Regions from separate parts of the Sus scrofa genome. Here region 1 is linked to region 2. Evidence: chromatin contacts called from public Hi-C data. All regions are on one chromosome and are shown on one strand. The core of a region is the stretch at or near the end of the contact, and the rest is flanking DNA. Distances in the headings are between cores, read along the strand shown. Region 1 has its middle 70 kb from the start of C1H15orf41. Region 2 has its middle 11 kb from the start of MEIS2.

The links. A called contact is a pair of places that touch in the nucleus more often than the background predicts.
Region 1: a Hi-C map of fetal heart ventricle shows a contact between it and region 2, with 7 times the contacts expected there. The contact joins two enhancer-like sites. A contact is called at or near these places in 1 of 5 promoter capture datasets (liver) and 7 of 47 Hi-C or Micro-C datasets (alveolar macrophages, brain, embryonic fibroblasts and 4 more).

What each region holds. Positions count from the first base shown.
Region 1 is chr1:134,606,320-134,612,115 of Sscrofa11.1, forward strand. No RefSeq gene overlaps it. Among named protein-coding and RNA genes, the nearest start is that of C1H15orf41, 70 kb to the left of the region's middle. Within about 2 kb of position 4,457, at least 7 of the 83 cell types and tissues checked have an H3K27ac peak or open chromatin away from gene starts, as enhancers often do.
Region 2 is chr1:133,999,409-134,005,804 of Sscrofa11.1, forward strand. No RefSeq gene overlaps it. Among named protein-coding and RNA genes, the nearest start is that of MEIS2, 11 kb to the right of the region's middle. Within about 2 kb of position 4,298, at least 27 of the 83 cell types and tissues checked have an H3K27ac peak or open chromatin away from gene starts, as enhancers often do.

The DNA.
Region 1 (5,796 bases), core at 3,207-5,706, 610 kb after region 2:
AAAGTAAAACAATGAAAACTCAAGGGTATGGCATGTATGTACATAAAATGTACAATTTTAATCAAAATTTTGTTTTGGTGATGGGAAAAGAATTCTAAGTGTTCATATATACAATATATATATCAGCTACCAGTAATTAAAAAAATTCTGTGCTTGACAGACTTGAATATTAAAAAGAGGACCAACAATCAGATTTGCCATATTTTATGCCCAATTAAAAAAATAGTTGGAAAATAAATAACTTCTCAAATTGCTTCTGTCCTTTTGATCTTATGACATATGAGAAAATCAGAAATGTGTGGTAGGAAATTGTATACACACACACATATATACACACAAAAGACAAAACAAGAATAAAGAATAGATAGAATTTAAGAAGCAATACTCTAACCCAGAAAAAGGGTTGAAAAAGTTATAAACATCCTTATCACAGGATATATTAACTGAGTTTTCAGTGATCCACGTTTTTAGCAGATCAAACAAAAGAATGTGATCCATGAATTTTACAAATTTAGAATCTAAGATTGGTTTTCATTTGATAAAAGTGTTGCTTTACAGGGAAATCACCTGAGATTACAGAATCTATTGCACTTAAAGTGATGCTTAGGTGTATAAAGATAGAAATATAAATGACCGTTTCAGCAAGTTGAATTGTTAGAGGATGTGCATTAGCTTTTAAAATAATTGTGGAGGTTAAAATTTCCAGTCCCCTGGAACAACAATTGCAATTCAAACCAATAATCAACATTGTGCATAAAGACTGCAACTATATTTTGTTCTGGGTAAACAGCTTGATTTCTAGAATATTTGGTTAGTTTGATCAATTTTCTAGTTACTTTTATTTCTTCAGATAATCCTCTTTGAAAATGGAATGGGTTCTGCGTATGTTTAGCTTTGTTGAACAAATTTTCAGTATTTCACAGCTGTACTTTGTCACTGATAGTTTAGGTCTAATTATTTTGCAATTCACGATTATTTTCTGTTGTTTAAAACTTTCCTTCACTCTCAACTGCAGAAAATAGATGGTCCATATTTGAATTTATTTTGCCAAGATGATAGTATATTTTACAACATTCTGGTACAAAGGGCTTAGCAATCTAAAAATAGATCCTTGCAAATATTTTTTTTACTGCTTAAAAAATACTGTTATGAACATTTCACTTGTACAAGATTTTGGTTTGGATATACATCTTAGTTTCTCTCTTTCTCTCTCACTCGCGACAAAGAAAAGCCTTTTGTTCTGGTCTCCCTGGCACTACCTCATTCTGTGACTTTCTGCTGTCCCCTAGTGGCATGTTAATCTTCCTGACTACTGTGTGATTGCCTCTGGAACCAATTCTCTACTCTTCTATGCTTTTTTTTTTGGTGACTCTCATTAGCAGACATTTAAAATACTATTAAACAACCCATGAACTGCCTTTTAGAAGCAATAACCTTGTTGTTAGTCCAAACATTTCCCATTTATGAATTCTTACCCAAGTAAACATGTACAGGGGATGGGTGCTTGCTAGATTCATTGTGTTACCTCACTACAATAAACATTTCAGGTTTTCAGAATTTAACACAAAACTGATGAAAGCAAAATGTTATCAGTTTTGACTGGTCTATACATAACATACGGTAGCTGAAAGGTAATTTGTGACAGGTCAGACTATTTATGTCAATAGGTTTACAAACAAAAATTGTACTATTCCTTTTCCTTTGTTTTTCCAAGTCCTGGTTGATTACTATCATTGTAATATTTTCTGTTTTCATGGTGATGGTTTTCTATGAACTATGTAGGAAGAGACAATAAAACTTTATGGGTTTGACGCATTATGGAAAAGATTTTATATCAACAAATAACATGATGCTTTTTAAAAAAATGTTCTTAAATGTTTCTGTGTGTTAACTTTCTTTTAAATGCATCACAGTTATTTTTAAGATTTAGAGATAGTTGGTTATTTTATTTTCCTTCTCTGTTTTATGTGCTTGAGGTATAAGTTTTGGCTGTGATGGGGCCGGTAAATTTTTCAGTGCAGCACTTTGGTTTTCTGAATTAGCATGCCAAAATATAAGTAATGAGAATGGAATGTAAAAAGTTGTCAAAAGCAGTATTTCAGGTTTTTGAAATATTTAACTCACGCAGAATCACTGTGAGCCTGACGTACACAATTACTTAAAAGATGGCCATAAACAAACCGAGAAGAACTTAACAAGAAAAAAAAGGTCTGATGAAATCTGGCCCATTAACTGAACATTACAGAAATCCAAGACGTACACTGAACTAATGATTTCTTGGCACTGTCTTGTTTGGCACTTATCATGGTTTTGACAATTATCACATGAATAGCAACACTTTTTTTTCTTTCTGAACTTGGGGTGGTGGTGGGGGGAAAGGAGGCCCGAAGCCCTGAAAACTCCTCTTAATAATTCCATGTACAGTTTGGCCATGTGGAAGAAAAACAACTAAACTGTAAGATTCTGTTAAGTAACAATATTCTTGTTTCCTCAAAGAAGAGTTGGTAGAGTTTTTGAACTGCCTCTCTTCTGGAAGGTCAGATTGCTGCCCAATTTAGTCATTTCGTCTGTTTATACACGCCTCCATTGGGATAAGATATCCAAAAACAAAGCCTTAGATTGCAATCAATCTTGGCTGAAATGCAAAGCCATCCAGCCAGTCCAAGAAATTCTATTGACTATCACAAGGAAAGGGAAAAGGAAGAGTTTAAACTCCTAAACTTTTTCTCAAGAGAAGAGATAAAGTCCTTTTTTAAACCTCCTTGACAGATGGGAGACTCATGCTCCCTCCTTCAAGTTTACTCCATCACCCCATACCTCAAATTCAGATTACATGGTTTCCTAAAAACACATCCTCCATCAAACATTATAAATTAAAAAAGCTATTTTTCACAGGGAAGTGTCTGAGTGTGTGTGTGTTTTTAGTTGTCTATTTGGCTTGTAAATGTTCTAAAAATGTTCTTCTGGAGTTATTTTTAAAAACTCATGGTATGTTGGATAATAAATATTGTTACTCTGTCATTGGAAACACTGGAAACAACGTATTTGACAGGTTAATAGGAATGAGCATTCTATTAGAAATTTTAATTAATTTCATTTTAGAGAAGTGTGATCCTTTCAAAATCTTAGTTCTAATGACTAAATGGGCAAATTTCTTTGCCATTCTAGGTTCCATCCAGTTTATCTCGTAGATTATTTGGAGAATAAGGACGGGAAAAAAAAATATCCTTTTTTTTTAAAATACAAAATCTAGAGACAGTCTTAATAAATCTTCTCTAATGTAATCTAGCATTATCAGTGGCCTATTCTCTACAGAATTAGTCTTTCCAAAACAAATAATAAAGCTGAGCAGTCCTACTTTTTACAACTCTGGAGACTCTCTAAACAAAATGAACAGATTTATAGGGCTATTTTTAGTGTGTGTCACTTGCATGACAGTTTACATTTGCTTTCAAACCTTATTTGACATTCTTGGTAGAAAAATACAGGCAGAACACTCATTAAGAGTCTTAATAAAGGACAGTCTCCATAGGGCAGTTACCAAAACACCAAAGTTGAGGCATGTATAGGAATGTTCTCTGGATTTGACTTTATGTCGTGCTGCTTCATCTGCAGTTGTCTGAAAAAGTGAAGCCCCTCAACCAACATGCAGATTTAAGGTTCTGTTTATAAAAATCTTCAGGCACTGGTACAGCCTGCTAATAATAACTGAAGTAAAAGCACATTTTTGAGGGTAGGAATTTTCCCACAGCAACAGGTAAGTGCTGTTATGCCTAAATAACTATTATTTTTCCATAAACTGTATATCACATTAAAGTGAAAATTAACTTGCTGGAGATGTATAGTACAATGTTGTGATTTTCTGCAAACTGTTCTTCTGTGAGTAAAAATGCATGGAAAACCTTATGTAATGTTATGAAATATGTCATCACACAGAGATTTACAGAAAATACCATGTTATATTTCAAAATATAGATTCGAGGATTAAATATTTGCATTTCGTCTAAACCAAGTTTCTCCAGCAGTTTGTTCCATGTGAGAAAGGCCAGTGCCTTCCACAGGGAAAAGGGACCCCATTTCCCTTGCATATACAAATAAGGAATGAAGAATTCACCTCCTTTTGTTTATTCTGGAAAGATATTCTATCAAGAGGAAAATATTAGCAAGATAAAAGCAGATACATAGTTAACCACGTTGTCACGTCTTTTTCTCCCATGTACAGGGGGACATTTTGATAAGGTTAGCCTGTACAGGAAACCTAAATTGACACCCTGCTCCATGGCTCGTGGTACTTTTCTCATTAATCGTGTTCATGTAAAACTCCCTGGTAAGGAAATTCCTTAGCTGTAGACATCATTCAGCTGAGTCTTATAAATAGAGCTCAAATTCAAAGGTAAGAAAACAGACAAGAATTTTACACCAACCACCCTGATAAGATATGTTTTCAAAGCAAAAACACGTCTACCAAGTCTTGTGGGATGGAAATGTCCGATTAAACACTTAAGAAAACATGCTTTCCCACACAGCCGCTTCTTTATTTGCATGAAATAATTCCTTAGAACAACAAGTAACTTGGCACAACTATTGGAGCTTATTAAAATTCAGTGTACCACACGTTTAAACCTGAAAAAGAGATTTCTATAAAATTATGGCTTGACAGATTGCTCCCTCTGAACCTGCCTAAAATTGAAAAGTGAAAATAATACATTTGGACTAAAAGTAATATTCATCGCAACTGCTAAAAAAAATACAGATGAAGGCACTTTGGGAGGTTTCAAACAGTTTGCTACAGAGGACTCATCTAAGAAAGTGGTTTTATAGCTTGCTGAGTATTTTTAACTAGTTAAAGATGTTACTACAGCTACATTAAAACCATGTTATAAATGCCTCTGATTAAAAGATTGTCACTGATGGATTTTTTTTTTTTAATTTGAAGGTTTCAATCATCCTGTTCTTTAGGATTTGCAGTGGTGTAAAGGAATTGAATTTCCATAATAAATTTATTGATTACTAATTAGCTTGGTGGTGAGTGCCTAATGTGGGTTTCTATCTAATGTAAGGCCACTTTCAATTTCTTCTAGGACTGGTTTAGCTTGACCAATTTAACATATGAATTAAGCCAAAATCTCTTTCAAAATTCAGTGCTGTACTTATTCCTGCCAAAATAATAAAATAATAATTTATTGTTGTAATCTCAATTTATGGTTTAGTTAGGTTGACTGAAAATATGACTTCTATAAGGAATCCCTGTTGCCCCTTAAATTTCAGTTTGCTTTCCAATGGGTTTGTGTGCTGGTGAAAGTTGGTGCAACTGATACTACGTCTATTTAAAATAGCTGCTTTTGATTTTAAAATAAATTTAAACAGATAAAAAGAAAAACCTGAGCCTCTTCAAATAGATTATTTTATAATATTAAATAGCACATATATATATACACCAAGTCATATGATAAATATATTGCAAGTGGGGACAGACAAGGCATTTTTCAAAATTAAATTGCTATGACAAGCAGTTGTAAGGCAGTCTGCTTTCTTATTTTTTTTTTAGGGGGAGAGGGATGGAGATTAGAAGTATTATAATTGAAAATGTATACCCATAGCAAGTAAAATCATCTTTTAAGATATTCAACTTCCTCTTTTTTTAATCAAATACACATTTTTTAAAATAATTTTGGTGATTTTCCTTTCCAATTTTGGTGGATTTATTTCACATTTTACATTGCTTTATGTATTATATATTTTTGTCCATAAAGCATTATCCAAATGGTAGTTATTTATGTGAATAATAGGAAAAAA
Region 2 (6,396 bases), core at 3,048-5,547:
CAAATAAGCCTGATCTAACTCATTATATAAATAAAGCCTAATTGGTAAAATACATTAAAGCAATCTTGTTTGAAGGTAACCTTTTCCAAGGAGTCCGTGTAAAACATCATCTTTTAAATTTAAATGTATCCCTCTTTTCCTGTCATACACTCTAGTCACCAAGACAAATATTATTTAAATGTTTCTAAGTTTCCACATATACTTCAGCCAGCCTGCCATAGTAAAGTGTAATACAATATTATATGAGCTTTGGGGGCTTTGTTACTAATATTTATATTAGTAAAAACTAAATATTAATAAATTGATATCAATAATTTGGAAGGATCTGGAAGGCTAGAATGTAATTGGACTGAGACAAACTTCTCTTTGCTAAGACTCAATTCTGGGGATTCCCCTGATGGCTCAGTGGGTTAGGGATCCAGCGTAGTCACTGCTGTGGCTCAGGTTTAATCCCTGGCCAGCAGGGAACTTCCACATGCTGAGGGTGTGGCCAAAAGAAAAAAAGACTCAATTCTGACCCAGGAAAACCTCTGCTCTCAATACTCTCTACCCAACTCAACCTCAACAATTAATACATTGTTAGTATTATCAAGTTATAGAATGTCTGTGGTGTCTGGACTGTACATGAATTCATGGCACAGTAGCGTATTTTAGGAATTATAAAATTCACATTTAACCTGCACTACTAATCCAAAAATCAGTCTTTATTTAAACATTAATTCTGGTATAACTTCTATGTCTTAGAAATATTATGATGCCTCCTGGTAAAACTTCCAATTACTTGTTCATAAATTTGTTTTTAACCTGTCAAGCGTACATTGCTCCTCCTGTAACATACCTATTCTATTCTTAGTGAAATCACTGGATTCCAAATCACAACATCATGCTTTATTTCAGTAATAATTTAGCAGAGACAAATCCAGTGCTACATGGAAAGATGCTTATTATCTCCTGCATCTCTGCATCTAACCCTTTTTGTGACATCTACGACAAAAGGGTCTCCCTCCTCCCCCATCTGTTTTGCTCAACAAGCTGCTGTAGAAAGAGCAGTGAACTGAGAGCTGCTAGTCCAGGGACTTGGTCCCAGGGTTGTTACTATCTTGAGTTAATTAGACTTTGAATTAGTACCTTAACCACTTGGGGCCTCCATTTCCTCATATATAAAATGTAAGGGATGCAGCAGATAATAATGGCAAAGAAAAAGTTTTATTTATTAAGCTTTTACTGTATGCAAGGAATTGTGCTTTGTGCTTTACATACATTATCTCATTTAATTTTAATCCAAACAAGTTTATTAGGTATATCAGTCAGGGTCCATCAGGAAACAGATGGTGCATATCAAATTGTGTAATTTGAGGAGTGCTTCATAAAGGAACTATATTAAAAAGGTGTGAGCTGTGTGTTAGGAAACCACAAGGGATGATGCAGTGCCTCATGGCTGGTAAAGGGGAGGGAAGTGGTTACCTGAAGCCAGAGAAAGAGAGCCCTGTGAAAATGGCTGCTTGTGCTGTGGCTGGGATGCAGCCAGTGTACAGGGACCCTGGAGACCAGCACTTGACCTCACTGTACCCACTTTGAGAAAACCCAGCAGGAAGCAAAGGCCAAGGTAGCATTCTGAAACCATCCATAATAGCCTCCAGAATCACAGAGCCAAGTGGAGAACGGAAAGAGTGGATCTGGGGGGGGCCACAGAAGATATCCAGTAATATTAAGTTGTAGTTATCCTGATTTTAAACATGAGATTCCTGAGGTTCGAAGAGGTTAGGCTTCTTGAGATTACACAATTAGCATAGGACAGAACGGGTTTCACCCCCTTCCTATCTTGGATTCCTGACTGATCTGCTAGGGAGTTCTCTTTTGTCCTTCCAGGAGCAGAAACAGCCACAGAAGGGATTTAATTCAACCTTCTCTTTTAGAGATGCTTGAAAGAGATGTCTTTCCATTTAGGACATGACCCTTGCAGAGACCTCAGTCACCTTTGAAAAGCTAGTGGTCTGTGTGGCCCTTCTTCCTGTTCCTCTACTTACAGTTTATGTCTTGACATGTAATTTTGACTTATAACCCTGAGCGAGAGAGACACTGGTAGGGACAAGATTGTTAGAAAGTCAGATGAGAGAGTAACATTTTTTTATTGTTAAAAAAGAAAATCTTTCTTCCGACATGCTCTCTAAACTAAGCACAAAGAATTTTCCTTGTCCCATGAGTAACCTAGCAGTAGTGTGGGAAGTAAAGAGAGGAGTAAGCTGATGGTTGGATTTCCTAGTTCACGTGCTAGAATGAGAACACAGCCCATGACTATGCTAAATGTGTTCCATCAACTGTGGAAGGAGCAAGCAAAATGCAAGGTATTTAATTGAAGTGAAACTAAAAACTAATATTAAACGTATTATTCAATATCCCTATGAGGGTCCTTAAAATAAGAAAAGGAAAGAAAATTCTCATAGAGAGTGAGCAGTCAGAGGTTGTTAATTACTTCTTGTGTGAGAATTAAATTTGCTTAAGGGGAAAGCCCTGTAGTAATTATCTGAGGTCAAGGGGCCCATCCCCAATCTGTCAAATAGAGATGAAAGTCCCACTCAGGACACCTAGTAATGGGGAACTCTTCCTACACAAATGTCTTCTGACCTAAACATGTTATGTCCCAGAAAGTCTGTACTTCGGTTGTTGGGACCATGAAATGAATCTTCTAAAAGCCAGGCTGTTATAAACTGTGAGTCGGCTGGACCAGCCCTCAACGCTCATTTAAATCCAGAATCTAATTCAACTAGAGCTGCAAATGTACTTCCTGGAATGAAGCAAGAAAGGAAGTGACAATACTGAGAACTTGGCCTGGCCCATCCCAGGTTGGGTCCTGCACCTTGCCCATTCTCACTGCCTCTCAGAGGTCACAGTTCTAGAGCCTTCAGGCCCAAAGCAAGAATGCCAGCTGCCTCTGTTCCTACCAGGACCCAAGGAGTCTCTTTTGAGTGAACAGTGAGTGTTTTGACCCAGAGATGCCTCATCTTGAACTCAGAGGCCTTTTTTGTTTGTTTTTTACACCAGGGTAAGCAATTTATCATTTATTCTGCTAAAGGAGAATAGTTACATTTTTAGTTTTGATTGTTTGACAAACTTCTCAATTGTAACAATGTCAGCCCCTGAGTAGTAAGGTGCTGAGTTTCTTTTGGGGGGAGCAGCATTTTACTTAACTCTTCAAAGACCATCAACAAAACCTGAGTGAATACTCTCAGGAGAAAATGTTCAGTTTGGGGCTTAGTTTTAACTAGCTAGTTAATCATAAAAAGTCTGGGGAAAAAACAAAAAACAAAAAACAAAAACAAAAAAACCTGGGTGTAGGAAATCTTTTCCAAGAAAAGAGATTTTCTTGCCTGCGGTCAAACCCTTGCTAAGCAAGTTTTTCGATTACTTGATAATCATCAGTAATTTCATCATGTCTTGGTAGTGAGAATGGGGCTAGGGCAGAATAAAAGGAAAGAGAGTCCAGTGCCCCTGGTGAACCAGTGCTGAGTGCCTACTTGTCAAACAAGCCTTGTGAGGGTAAGAGCCAACCTCTGCTTTATGAGAGATTGAGAGGTGAAAGGGGCTCCGATGTAGGCCCTGGAAAGATCAAGAATGTTGAACCTATCCCAAAGTCACTTTCAAATTAGCTTCGATTTAGTAACTTTCCTGGTAATTTCCCCAAACTGGGGAACGGAAAATAAGGATAAAGTGATATCTAAAAAACCTGTCTTTTAGGATGAATATTGTAGGGGGTGGTAGAGAAGGAAGAAGAGAAGAAAAGAGGAAGGAAAGATGGGAGAGGGAGGGGGGAAGGAAAGAAGCTAGGAAAAGAGAGAGAACTCTGCCAGTTGACTTCATTTCCACACGAATCCACCCACTCTGAGCTTCTGTTGTTGCTTTGTTTATGCAAAGTGAGCCGGGCTGAGACAGAGTGAAAGAGCTGAGAGATCCACGCCGAAGAAGGCAAAAATAATTTTTAAAATGTAAATGAAACTAAAACACACACACGCAAACGCGCGCGCGCGCACACACACACACACGCACACACACACACAGGCACGCAAGCAAACGCACTCCTTTGGTTGGGGCAATCCCTGCCTCTAGACTTTGAAATGAAAACGAGCCGAGGAGGGTCGGGTGGGAGGCCCAGCAGCAGCAACGGGGAGCATTGTCGGTGACCGAAGGAGCTCTGGTGAATATCAGGTTCGGATTAGTGACAACTCAGAACTCACCGCGGCGGTTGGGGGAGGGAAGTTTGCCAAGCTCTCTGAACTCGACGGCAGAGCGGGCAGCTTCCTTGGGCGCCGGGCGGAGCTGGATGTACCCGAAGAGACCTCTGTCCAGGCCCAAGCGAGCCGCGCCGCGCTCACACCCCGCTCCGAGATTGAGTTTGTCAGCGATCATAAAATGGGAATTGATTATTCCAGCCACCATTGATTAGGGAAGAATGCTTACTGCAGCAGCGGGGGAAAGGTTAAGAGGAAATTGACCTTCTTCCTAGGTGACATAAAGTCATTAGGTAAATGAGATATTCACACCGGAGTTTTAAAAGGTCATGCTCAATTTTTATTTGTAGCCTGAAGAGTCAACCTGGAGCTTCGGCTTAGTGCAGGAACCCCGCGCTCCAGGCCAAGCGGACCACAGGCAGGGGGCTCTCTGGCCGCGCCGGGCGGGGCCGAGCATGGGGGAGGGTTATTGTCTGGCGAGGATCGCACCAGGGTTGGCGGGGGCCTGGGGACCCCGAGCCTCGGACCTGCCGCCTGACCCGTGTGTGCGTTTCTGTGCACACGTGCGCGCGCGCGTGTCCCACTAGGGGATCTGTGCTTCGCGCCCGCGTGGCCTCGCTTCGATTCGCCCGCCAGCCAAGGGGTGTCCGGCCGAAGCGGACAATTAAAAACCCTTACCCTGCTAGAGCCGGCCACTAATCACACAGAGTGAAAGTGTTGTGTGTGTGTTTAAAGGAGAGTGAAAGATGTATTTATGCACATATTTATCCCTCTAATTACAGGAATTAATCCTCTTATGACTAAAAGGTAACGTCAAAGGACGTCCCTTTGATGTGGAAAAGCATCATTTGTGACTCACATTCAGACTGATTAAGGAATAATTGTTGTTAAACGCTTTACAAGAGGAGTGTGTTTAATTGAGGGGCATTCGTAATTTTCCGGCTTAGTGCAAAATTAAACGTAATTAAAAACTCAGAAATTCCAACTGATTTTCCAATTATTTTTATTGTCTGAGCTAATTGTTACACAAGGGTATCACTTCTCCCCAAAGGCATTACCAAAAAAAAAAAAAAAAAAAAAAAAAAGCCATCTTACCTTTCCCAAATATTCGCTAGCTAGGATGAGCAGCTTCCTTCTGGTACTGGCCAGGTAAAAACTTTCCTCACTCCCCTCCCTCGGTCCCGCCTCGCGCCCCTCCCTCCTCCACTGTAATTAAGCGTTTGAGCCGAGAACTCTCCCCTTTCTCTGAGTTCCTGCAACACTTGGGATGTGAGAAAGTGATGGCAGTTCTCTTCTGCAGATCATTACAGCAAAACTGGAAGTATCTATAGAAGGCTGATGAATTTCTTGAAGTAACACTTGTCATACATGGCGGAGAGATTAAAAAAACCTAAGTAAACACAGCTCTCTGGGGGCGATCCCTCGACGCCTCTGCCTTCAAGTGTGTGCAGGAAGGAGGTAACAGGCAAACACGGACTGCGAGATGTTTATAAACGTGCACACGAAGACATGCAGATGCACGCAGGAAACTTTCTTTTGCTTTGCTTCTCTCTTTCTTTTCTTATTTTTTTTTCCTTTCTTCCCCCCCCCCCCGCCCCAAGATTGGGTATGGTAAAGCTTTTCAGTTGGATTGTGATTTTTTTCCCCAATGCTGAGATTGCCGGCATAAAGCCAAGCTATCTTCGTATGTATAGCTTTTCTTTGTGTCCAAATAGATTTACTTAAATACATAAAAAGGTTTATAAAAAGTGCTTCAGTGTTATAGAAAGAAATACATCCTCACAGATAGTCCAGAAGTGGCCCTGTCTTTCCTATCAGTCTTGGAGGGAATCCTAGAAAACAAAATTAAAAGCATAAAATTAGGCAGAATGTGAATGTATAAATATCAATTAGTCTAGACAGAAAGTGCGTAGCAGTGGAATGTTTGCCTTTCAATAAACGTCTTTAGTTTCTCCCGTGATTTTTTAGGACAGAAACTTCAGTGGATTCAAGCTTTCTATCTGACTTTCCCATCTACCCCCAATAAAATAAATGATTGCCTCTGATCTGACGTGCCAGGTGAAAACGGGTAGAATTAAAACTGTCAATTCTGCTTCCAACTTGTATCTTTTGATGGAGTTCAAAAGCTTTTAAAGGTAAAATGTGCCGATCATTTCTATGTATTGTTTCT